Linked DNA regions of Gossypium hirsutum: region 1 is linked to region 2. The links are chromatin contacts, called in public Hi-C maps. All regions are on one chromosome and are shown on one strand. The core of a region is the stretch at or near the end of the contact, and the rest is flanking DNA. Distances in the headings are between cores, read along the strand shown.

Region 1 (6,540 bases), core at 646-3,145, 160 kb before region 2:
GCAAGGGATAACGCAACCCAACCCTAGACAAAGTCTAATTTAAAACTATGTTTCTTCAAATTTTCATTTTTTACATATTAGTATCCAACACTTGTACACTTTCAATCCAACACAGTTGAATATGAACAAAAATCTACGAGTACATTCAAAGAACTTGACAAAAGAAAAAGGAAGTTATAATTTTAATTTCATTTCGGAGTGGAAGTGGAAATGTGCAAACAGAGTGCAGATTAACTTCACCACCTGTGTATCCATTTTGTATACATCTAATCATTTCGTGCTTAAAATTATCGAGTCTATAGCTAATCAAACAGATTAAAGAAACTCATCCCTCCATCTCAACCATTTCATCTATTCGAAATCCAATCCAAACTTGGGCGCAGCAAAAATACCATAATCAAATTCAAACCCGTAGTATTCAGTTAGGTGTTTGTTAAGTTCAATTTAATTTTGGTTCAAGTAAACAATCAAATATATTTGGTTTGATTTCAATTCTAACAAACTGTCCAACAAGATGGCTAACTGCATTAAAGAAACAGCCATTTATGAAGTCAAAACAAAAACCATCTCATGTGATTACCTCTACTTGTTGCGTTTAGCGGCACGTCTTCCTTGGCCTTTCTTTGGTGGTCCCTTACCACGTCTCTTCAACGATTCAAGCTTCGATAAGCGCTCTTCTTCTTCACGCGCCATGACATGCGGATCATCGTTCTTGATATCATACGGGTACCATTCTGCAACCTTGTCCCCGATGAGCTTTTTGCGTAAGATCTTATGGGGTGATCTCTGTCCCGTTGGGTTGAGTATCTGTCCAAATATTCTTGCTCGAGCTTCAGTGACCCCTACTACAACGGCCGAAGCCAACATTTTCTTTAAACCACCAGCACTCATCTTTCAGTCAATTCTGTTAAACGTTGAAAAGAAACTTCAAGAAAATTTCACAATCATGTTAATAAATCTTTCAGCAATAGCATACTGAAAATTTCAAAATATTTTAGCAAACAAGATGATCTCCCTCATAACCAGATTTAGGGCAGAAATTTTCCCAATTTGTTCTAAAACCAGAACAAAAATATATTTCCAACTATTTCTCATTCAATAGTATTAAATATTCAAAAGAAACTTTCAGCAAAAGCATCGAAATAATATTTTAGGAAACAAGATGATCTCAATTCAATCCTAACCTAACCTAATAACCAAATTTACAACTGATATTTCAACAACTAGTTCTAAACTAAAACAACAATCATAAAACTCTGTTCTTAACCATCTTGGTTCAATTCAAACATAAAAAAAAAACAATCAAATCCCAATCTAATAATCAAATAACCAGGTTCTAAAACCAAAACAACATTCTATAAACTATTCAAATCGAGGTTTCAAATAGTGCAGTTGCAGCCGCTATTTCGCGGTAGCAGAAAAATCCGCCGCCACCAAAAGACCTCCTCAATTCACATCAATAGCAACGAATCGCGGACACAAATAGCAATGAAACCAAAAAAAAAAAAACGGCGATAAAGGTCCGCCATTTCCACTAAACCGATACCTTTTAGAAAAAATTCTATTTCTCAACAAAGTAAACAGAGAAAGGAGAGTAACCAACAGCAGAATCGAAACCAGAAAAATCAAATATAGCAGAGTGATAAGAGTAGATAACTCAAAATCTCTCTCATGAGTCAAGTAGAAAGAAATGTGCAAGATAAATTTAGGGTTTCAAAAATTACCTTTTATCTAATTTACTGGTCTGTCAGAAACTTGAAGGTAAAGAGGGGGCTTAGGTCAGGGAAGGAGGAGGGGGAGGCTGTGACAGAGTGGTGGTGGCGGCAGGGGATATGTGAGTATAGATGAGAGTGGGCCGGGAATTTTCTTAAGCAAATTTTAGATTACTTGTTGAAAATATATTTTATCATTTATCATTTTCAAATTTTGAAAAAACAAACATACTACAATTGTGTGAAAAAAATCTAACGAAAATTTTTTATACAAACAAAAAATATTTAATTATTTATTATTTTCAAAAATATTTTTATTTATAAGAAGTAAAAATAATAAATAATAAAATATTTGTTTGTATTTAAATTTTTGGGTAAACTACCCATTAGTCACTAAATTATGGGTTAGTTTTCGTTTTGGTCACTTAAATAAAAAAAAAGTTATAATTTGGCCATTGAACTATTTGAAAACTTTTATTCAAGTCATTGAATTGTTCAAAAGTTTTTATTTAAATCACAGGCTACTATGTTTATTTTTTTTAAAATAAGTTTCACTTTTGAGCTCCAAGCGATGATTCAACGGTCCTATGGTGGATTAGTACCCAATGGCTAGTACAATAACATACTTTAGGTCCAAGTTGATATGATGGTCAGTGTCGGAGATCAGAGAAAAAAGTTGTTAGATTTTCGATTCACAAATTTGTGGCGTCCAAAATTATTTTGTGAAGAAAAAATTGAATTATAGAAGATATTGGAAAAGAGAGCTTTCCATTGATGCAAACAATAAGAATAGAGAAAGACATATAGTGTCGATTTTAATAGCAAAGTGTCTTAAATGAAAACTTTCGAATAGTTCAATGACCAAATTGTAACTTTTTTAATTAAGTGACCAAACAAAAAACATTACCTGTAGCTTAGTGACTAATGATGTAATTTACCTTAAATTTTTTTGTTTGATTTTTTTTCGCATAAAAGGTAATATGTTTGTTATTCAAAATAAGGGTGAGCGTTCAATCAAATTGAGTGAAAAATTTTTGAGTTAATCGAGTGGACGAGTCATATTTTATCATCCTAACTCAATTTGAAAATTTTCGAATCGAGTTAATTGAAATGAAATTCAAGTTGCGTAGAATCAAATGAAATTGTTCGAGTTAAATTAAGAAATTAAATATGTCAAATTAAAATCTTGTTTTATTATAACTAATTTCATGTTAGAGTACATAAATATTTGAAAAGTTTTTCAAAGTAAAATAAGAAAAAAATACTTTAATATGATAAACTTGAATCACTAATTAACTTATTTAAGTCCTCAAGATTATTATTTAAAAAAAATTAACTTTCTTTATATATTCTTTTTTAAATGTTTATAATTTTTTTAAAAAATATATATAATTTTTGGGATTTTTATAAATATTTTAAATTTTTGAAAGTTATTTTGAATTTTTTTTGTATTTTTTATCGAGAGAAAGACCAATTTGCTCATTTTTAAAATTAACAAGACCAAAGGGGTATTTACACCAATCTATTATTCGAATTATAGAACTCAACCCAACTCGAACTCGAAACTCGAATAACTTATTTGAGTTTACTTGAAAAAATCGAATAACTTGAAATTTAATTTTTTTAGATTATTTTGAATTGAATCAAATTTTACTCACCCTTTATTCAAAATAATAAAATTTTCTATATATTTCAAATAAATCAAGTAGATATAGTGGATATATGCGCGGGTAATATAGAAAACAATTATTTTTTGAATCAATCTAATATATATTCCTGATTAAATTACCAAAAAAATGTTGATTTTTTTCAAAATTACCGGAATAGGCCGATTTTTGGAATATTTACTGGTATAGGCCAATTTAGGGAAAACATTGCTAGCTAGAAGCATTTTTTCCTGTGTTATATTAGGGTGTTTAGGGTTGTTAGGGTTTTTAGTTTGTTAGGGTTTAGGGTTGGGGTTTTAAAATTTAAATTTTAACATAATAATTGTAATTATCAAAATCGATATTTAAAATATTTGTATTTAAACCAATCGTTTGTAGTCGTTTGTATCGAGCACTCCGTTTAAGTTGTTACCCGATAGGTCATTCCGTCGCAAACCAAAAGGTCGATCAACGTCGACTTGATTACACAACAACAATGGATATTTCGGGATAGGTCAAACCAACCGATGAAGATGCAAACTAGAAAACAAATATCCATTCCATTGTAATATGTAAACGCGCAGTTCTGTGAAATGATAACAAATATTAGCTTTCATTTTGTGAAATGGTAACAAATTACAACTTCAATTTTGTGAAATGATAACAAAAATCAACTTTAATTTTGTTAAATGATAACAATATTCTTCTAAAAACATAATAATAAAAATCATCAAAAAATATAAACGTTCGATACAACGATGAAATTAATCAGTCCAGATGTCGGTCAGAATCTGTGCCACATCAAAATGGTCAACGGTTGCACGCTATATTCCTTCTTGGTTCAGCCTCCGGGTAGGTTGTGGTCGTTGGGACTGTGGTCTCGGTAACTCCTCTTCTTTGCCTTGGTTTAGCCAGTGGCGCTGTGTTCTCTAATAAAAAAAATCATGTTATTTTCAGTGCCACGAACCTCACTGTCATAATAAATAATAACAATAATTTGTCCACTAATTTTCAACCAAATTATATGTCAAGAGAAATTCGAAACAAAAACATTATGCAAAAAATATAATGCTTCATATAAATATTAACACGAAAAATCAACTTATACCTTCCTTACAAACTTCTATTCTTCTGAACTTCTTCAATTTCTATTGCTCCAACTTATGCCACTAGAGGCTAAAAAATGAGTCATTTATAGCTCATTTATAGCCTAAAGAATAACATCCCACTCTTTTTTGTAAAATGCTCCGGATAATGGGGGTTGAATTTTGTAGAGGAAAAACGCTCCAAGCAGGACGCACTATCAGCAGAAGTACTGAAAAGGGCGTCCAGCTAGAAGCATTTTCAAGACTTTTGCTGATAGTGCATCCTGCTTGGAGCGTTTTTCCTCTACAAACATTAACCCCACTATTCGGGGAATTTTTCACAAACCTTTCAAATATCCCGGGAATCTCGAGACATTTTTTAAGAATCATCTCCTCACATTTATTTTTTCAGAAGCAGCAGTACTGAAAAGGGCATCCAGCTGGAAGCATTTTCAATACTTTTGCTAATAGTGTATCCTGATTGGAGCGTTTTTTTCTCTACAAACCTTAGCCTCTACTATTTGGGGCATTTTTCACAAACCTTTCAAATATCTCGGGAATCTCAAGATATTTTTTCAGAATCATCTCCTCAAATTTATTTTTCAGAAGCAGCAGTACTGAAAAGGATGTCTAGCTGGAATCGTTTTCAGTACTTTTACTAATAATGCATCCTACTTGGAGTGTTGTTCCTCTACAAACCTCAACCCCCACCATTCGGGGCATTTTTCACAAACCTTTTAAATATCCCGGGAATCTAGAGATATTTTTTCAAAATCATCTCTTCAAATTAATTTTTTAGAAGCAGCAGTACTGAAAAGGGCATCCAGCTGGAAGCGTTTTCAGTACTTTTACTGACTGTGCATCATTCTTAAAGAGTTTTTTCTTCAAAATTATTTCTTCAGAACCCATCTCGTTAAAATTATTTTTTAGAACCCATTTCACCAAAATTATTTTTTTCAGAACCCCTAAACTCTAAAAATTAAATAAAACACTACAACCCATAATTAATAAACAAGTAAAAATAAATAAAACCCTAAACCTAAACACTTACAAATTAAAAATTCTAATTTCTAATTTAAAATTCTCACAACCCTAATTTCATAAACCCTAAGCCCTAATTAGCAATTAAACCATTAAGAAAACATAGGCAAAAGCATGCTTACATGGAAGCGCTTTACTAAAGCGCACTGACGCGGGCGCTTTTTACAGGTCAGAGGGAAAAAAAGCACTAAGCTGGACTCACTTTTCTGGTTTTCCCCTAAAAATGACTCCAGCTCAACGTATTTTAAGAAAAACGTGTCACTCTAGTAAATATCATTCAGAATGACCCATTTCCTTAATTCTTTTTAGAAATGGGCATTTTCTTGTAAATTAATCTTAAATATGATTCTATAAAATTTGAGGAACTTTTTTTTCAACAAGAAGTTGGATTAAATGGAAAAAATGAAATAAAAAAACAAAGGGGTTAATTGCAACATAAATCCCTCCATTTTTCATTTTTATAAGGATTTTACTATTTGTAATTTCTTCATTAGTTCGTATATGAATTTATAATTTTGAAACTTTTATTAGCAATTTTTCAAACTACAAGGAATCCAAACAGAAAATAACCTACAAACTTTAAAAATAAAAAAAAATCTATCCCTTTGATTGGTTTTGGTTATCGAGGGCAAATTCCTTTCCTTTTTTCCATTATATTTTATGAAAAAAAATTTCATATGGAAATTAAAACTTTTGTAAAGAAATAATTTAATCATAGTTAATAAATTTTATTTAAATCGTTCATTAAGTATTTTGAAAGGAGGAAATTAATTAAATCAAGTTTTTACAAATTATGCTCTTTAGTCCCGGATTGTAATTCAATCCATTCATATTTATTTCATTCTTAGTTATGACTTATGAATTATTTTATTTATATTTTTAATCTTTCAGACTTGTATAAAAAAATTAATAGTATATAATAAAATAAATTATATTTTATTAAAATATAATTATCTTGAACAAGAAGTGGCAACACCAAAAATAAGTTACATTAGAAAAACTTTTGGAAATTAGTAAATTTTTAATATATTTTAATATTGTTTTTTTAACTTAGAA
Region 2 (6,067 bases), core at 1,636-4,135:
TGAAAGCAAACTTTTCTAGTTTTCTCTTGGAAAAATTTTATCTACAAGGAAGCATTAAGCTTGCTTTTTAATTTTTAAAACCTTCCTGGCTGTTTACATAGTTATGGAGAGCACCTACAACAAACATCAGAAGTTTGACAACAGACAGAAGACAATCATTTCCAAGCTGCCAACCTTGTTATTTATAAGAACAAGAGAACGCATATCAGCGTAAGTCACAAAGAAATTTGAGAGAGTTAATAGTTACCATAAGGCAACATTCAAAGATCCAACTTGACAGTACAGCAATTACAGCCCTAAAACACTAAACTACCGCTGAAAAACTTCTTATAAATCATTTTCTAGAAGTAGAAACAGGGCCTAAAAGAACTTCCTTACAGAAGTGGTTGATTATTAAGTCAGTAAGAAAAGCTAGCAAATATTATTATTTGCATTGTTCATACATTTGCATAACATAATCTAACATAACTGAAATAACATAATTAATAATTATCAGTCATCACTTTGGAGGTTAGGTGATAATAATTTAGTTGCTACAACTTTGCAGTCCGCCCAAACAGCATGGAGTTGTACTCTGACCAATCAACTACACAAACAAGAAATTTGACCTTAAAAAGGAGAATGTTTCCTTCTCTTTTCTTTCGCTTGATCCCAATTTTGCACCCTGACCAATCAACTGTACAGACAGTATGGCTTGAGCTAGTTGCATGGGATCCTAAATTTGACCTTAAAAAGATAATGTTTCCTTCTCTTTTAGCACTTTATCCCAGTTATATGTCATCAATAAATTCTGTAGTATATCTTTAAGTCGTAATAAGAACTTACATGTGACCACCTAATTACACAAACAAACCTACCTCCATTTACATTTTTGTCCACTGGCATGACAAACACTATGCTCATCATACTCATACTGCAGTCCGAGTTACTAAATATCTAGCTTTTCCAAATGAACATAGATAAGCAACAATGAGAAGATCCCATCAACTTCAAGGATTGATGGTAAATATAGAATAAAAGTTCTGGATGTGGTAATGGCAGAGAAGGAAGGAACAGAAGCAGAATAATTCAGAAACATGGGAATTTATAGGAAAATAATGCAGCAACATAATAGAACCTAATAATCAAAGGAAGTCAAGATTGCATTGTTCCACAGTCTACAATAGGACACAATAAATTTAAGCATCCCTAATAGTATTCAGAAGCATAAAATAAAAGCTAGAATATTCAAAACTTGAGAAATGTCTCTTCAGTTAGTCATAATGCCTCAATAGTAACATAGGGCTATTATGAAGGTGTGACCTATATTCTATAGAAACAGAACATCCAGTTAAAGGACTACACACTTCTCGAACATTCTAATCATGTGCCTACAGTTTTTCTTTTTTTCTTTAACAACATTGCCTGCATGTCACTGTCCTTAGGTCTTCGGCATTAACATCGAAGCACTATTTGCAAAAATGTATAACCAATAACATAAAGCTTCTCAATAACAAGCAAGTAACCGTAACTAATATGACCCTGCCATAAACCATCTTCTTCAACATTGCCTTCAGTCCACGATCAGTAAACAGAAAAAATATATATATATCCCAAAGTATTTAAATCACGTTTAAACAGTATCCATGCTCAATAATATTGCAAAAGTCCGCACATTGAAGAAACAATAGAAGGAAAGGAGAACAAATAACCGGTCACTCCTAAGAAACTTTAACTCAACAACATCGCCTTCACCAGTAACTCTTTGACCAAGTCTCTCTTTCTCCTATATTTTTTTTATTCTCTCTCTCTAGACTGCACAAATGAAGCCAATTAAAGTAAAACCATTAGCTCAATCTTACAACATACCATAATCAGCATAACTTTCACTTACTGATAACCAGAATCTCTGTTCTTCCCCTAACTAGCTTCAACCTCAATAATACAGCTGAACATGAGGCAAGCAAGTTCCACTTCACCAGAATTTTCCAACACTTACAGAACCCTAAATCCCCCAAAATCACAAGCAAATCAGACCAAACCCCAACGAACTACTTTACTAAGCTAAAAGAACTCTAATACAATTAAAACAGTAAAAGCCTAGGAAGCCAACTTAAAATATCATGTTCTATATGTTGCAAAAATTATGAAAGAAAATAAAAATACCCCATAAGATTAACCCGCAAGCGATTACACAACTCGACGAAAAGCTCAAACATTTGTCCTAAATCAGCGGCATTTCCATGAGAATACAAGAGAGTAGCGGAAGCCTTGGGGTGTTTTATATGGACGGCGACGATGTCGTTCCCGCGGCGCGTGCGTAGCTTCAAGACGTTGACACCGTCCCTCCTCGGTACCTCTGGTATGTAAAGCTGACCAGCGCATAACTCGTCCTCTAGCACTCTGTATGACGGCGGATTTGGCGGGAAGAACGCAAATTTCGCGGCAATCGAAGACGTTACTCCTCCCATCTTCTTCTTACCACCAAACGTTGTTCATCCTTCATTAAAATTACCAAAATAAGTCACCCTCCTCAGAAACCTCAAATCTTAATCACCAACTTCCAATCTCCTTCAGATCTTTTTCATTTCATTTAAGATAGAAGGAAAATGAAAGAGAAGGAAAATGAAAACGAAAAAAGGTGGCGCGTGGAATGGTAATGGAGGCGCGTTGAGACGGGAGCTGCCGTAACGAAGCGAAGTTTCTTTAAATGTTTTGAGAGCTGGGAAATGTCAGCTAAATGGGATTTTATCCATTAAAAGGGAGGTAGGAAAAAGCAAGAAGGCGCGTGGACGTGAGCGTGAGCGTGGGTATAGGAAGGGTCGCCTGACGGCGACTTTGACAAATGATACGCACATGGCATGTATGTATGTATCTCTTTGGATCTTTAGTCACTTCACTAGAATGATGGCCGCTTTGCATGGATCACTTTTATTTTAATAAATTCAAATAAATAATTAAAATTAAATATTGATGTTCTCTTCTGCTGTGTTTGAGAATATGTTTTTCATAATTTAGACTAAATAAAATATATATCTGAAATTCGATTTGAAAAATATTTATGACTATTATATTTATAATTTACATTTTTCTTGAATTTTAAATATTTCCTATAGATAAAGACCTAATTTAACTAAATTTAACTACATTGTTATGAGTTCTACTTACCAAACGGTTGAAGATTAAAAATATAAACTAACTTTCAACGAATAATTGGTTTGTTTGAAGTAATAAAACTCTATTTTGACTTATAAAACAATGTTAAAAAGATTTTGGTTCTCGTATACGACTTAGGATAGGTTTAGATAGATAGTATGTTTACTTACAATTAATATAAAAAATAGTAATGACGATAAAATTAAATACAATAATATTACTATAACGTAAGATAAAAAATAAACTAAACATATTACATTACACTCCACCACCTATCCAAACTTATCATTAAACCCTACTCTACTCTAAATTTAATGGCCTAATAGTTTCACCAAACACAGGGAGGTTTTAAACTTAAACCGGAGATTTCAGTCAAAAACATGGTCCGAAAAGGTCGGACTTATTGGGCCAGGCGTCATAGGTCTAGTTTCCATGTTTCAACCCAAAAACAACTTGCTTTTCTTCTTTATATCATTTTTATTATTCATGTTGGAGATTCCCTTTATTATCATATCCAAAGTCTTCTCATCAAATGTAATGTACCCCACACTAGTTGCCCAATTCCATTTGCGACTTTTTAACACTTGACCGTACCAAAATGCATAAAGAAGATGAAGACATCAGCCATTGCTTCAACCCTTTCTTTTCTACCTAATTTCAATTCTGTTGGTCTCACTTATGATTGAAGTATATGTATTTTTTTATCATCTTTAACACTCACTTTTTTATGTATTTAAATTGTAATTTAATACTACTGGTAACAATAAATAATTCTCTTATAAATGAATAATTATAAATGAATAATTATAAAATATATTTTATTTCATAAACAAAGATTAAACCTTTAAATTCATTATGAAAGAATAATTTAAGTTGATTATAGACACAATAAATATGAAGTGTAATTACTTCCAGCATTATTGTTTTTTGGATAGTAAAATTCCAAGAAATTTGATAATGAATATTCGCAGCGAAGAGAGTCAAAACCTGGCCACATTATTGCATTATTTAAGATTGCTATTTAAAACAGTGGTACTTACTGCTTAGTGCTATTTAAGGAACCAAACCCTTTTACCATGTTTATCTCGATTTTATATCAATAACGAATATTGACAGTGGAGACAGTCCAATTATATTTCTTTTTATAGTCTCGTGTTTCACACTTCCATTTAATATTCATATTTTACACTAGTATCAAATACATATATATCTAAATATAATCTTTAAAAGTTCTCCAAATACAGTAAAATATTTAGAAAATTTTTAATAGACATATTTGCCTCTCACACTTTAACCCAAATATAAGTAACATAAGATGGTGGTCAGTGAAATCTTGGGGTTAGTTTGTAATGGCAGAATTTTGATATTGTCATGTTTTAAAATTTGTCAATTTTATATGTTTGATTAAAAGTTTAATTAGCATTGTTGTTTAAGTTTTAATAGAGCTTCCTTTTAGTGTTAGACACATATCCAAGATACTGTTCAAGAATTTTCAAAAAATGAAAATAAATTTATAAATTTTGAACATATCTATATTAAATACTTACCTATCTCGATACACAAAGGTGAATCCAGGGGACTGACAAGGGACCCTGATCTCCCCTAAAATAAAAAAAATTATTATTTTGGCACTTTAGAAAATTTTAAAAATTTAAATTAGTAAATATAAAATTACACTTTGCCCCTCTAAAATTATGAAAATTTAATTTAATCTTTTAAAAATTATAAAGATATAGACTATTAAAAATTAAATTTTCATTTCGGCCCTCCCTAAAAAAAATTTCTAGCTTCACTCTTGTCAATACAGACACTCAAGCCCATATAATGTAGGTTAGACGAATAGCTTCTTGTTTTTAAATGTTGCATTTATTAGTAATCTTTAATATTCTTTTTGTTTTTCTTTTCCATTCAATAAATTTTTTCGTTATCATTCTCGCCGTATTATTTTTTTATGCATGAGAATTCATTTTCATAAAAACAAATCTCATGCAAGAGGTAAAATATAGATACTCATTTTTTTGTTATTAATGTTTCTATTAATAGTAGTATCTGAAAATATTGTTTCTTGTAGGATCACTTTATGTTGAGAAGATTAGCAGGATTCGTTGGTTTGCCCCATAGCTGGAATGTCTTGGAGAGCGTGGCTTAGAAGCTCATATAAGAATATTATTAATAATTTTACTTCTTAACATTTCACTAGAACGTAACTATTTTTTTGTCTTTCCCTCTTCTCATTAACCAAACCGTGCACTTGCACTTAAGTTTGTATGTAACATTCCCTTTGCTAAAATAAGTTACATGAGTGTAACTTCTAGTAAATTACCATTATATATATCCACTATATTCATAACTTCTCTCATATTATCCGATCAAGGCAAGTCATGATGGGGACAAGTAAGAGCGGTAGACTCTTGCAAATGAAATGTACAAGAGAGAAATATAATTTGAGCTAGGTGACGGTGGAGACATAAGCCGAGGCAAATGTTACGAGGAGCGGAACTACCTGATAGAGAGACTAATTGGGCATCAACCGAGGCATTAAGGTAGTTCTAAGACGAGCCAAACCAATGTCATTCCAAGGACGCGACGAGGGCATTGTGAGAATGAGTGAGGGAGAATGTCACAGGCCACAGATCAAAACCTGTGACAAATGCACATAAAGCGTCCCAAGAAGGTCAACTAATTAAATAGGGCATATTTGGCCCACTTCAATTGGCTCGATTCGTGAAACATATGGAGAAACTCATCTACTTAAAGCCTTAGTAGCCTAATGAAACACTCTAGTAAAACTAAAGTTGTCAAAGTAATTATTGTAAATCTTAAAGGATAAAGATGTATAGAGTTTAAATCCCTTAGGACTCTCATATTGTAGATAGGCACTAATCTTAACCGTTGATGTAATTCAATTTATACCATTAGATCTGGAGGAGCT

What was found. A called contact is a pair of places that touch in the nucleus more often than the background predicts.
Region 1: a contact with region 2 is called in a Hi-C map of leaf, with 4 times the contacts expected there. The contact joins the promoter of LOC107912756 here to the promoter of LOC107912751 in region 2. A contact is called at or near these places in 3 of 34 Hi-C or Micro-C datasets (all in leaf).

What each region holds. Positions count from the first base shown.
Region 1 is chrA11:22,777,281-22,783,820 of Gossypium_hirsutum_v2.1, reverse strand. LOC107912756 (mitochondrial 37S ribosomal protein S27) reads right to left here and starts at 1,895. Exons shown (of 2, transcript XM_041081365.1): 1 at 1,725-1,895; 2 at 461-925. The coding sequence starts at 891. The coding sequence ends at 583.
Region 2 is chrA11:22,615,902-22,621,968 of Gossypium_hirsutum_v2.1, reverse strand. LOC107912751 (alpha/beta hydrolase domain-containing protein 17B) reads right to left here and starts at 2,885. Exons shown (of 5, transcript XM_016841058.2): 1 at 2,146-2,885. The coding sequence starts at 2,450.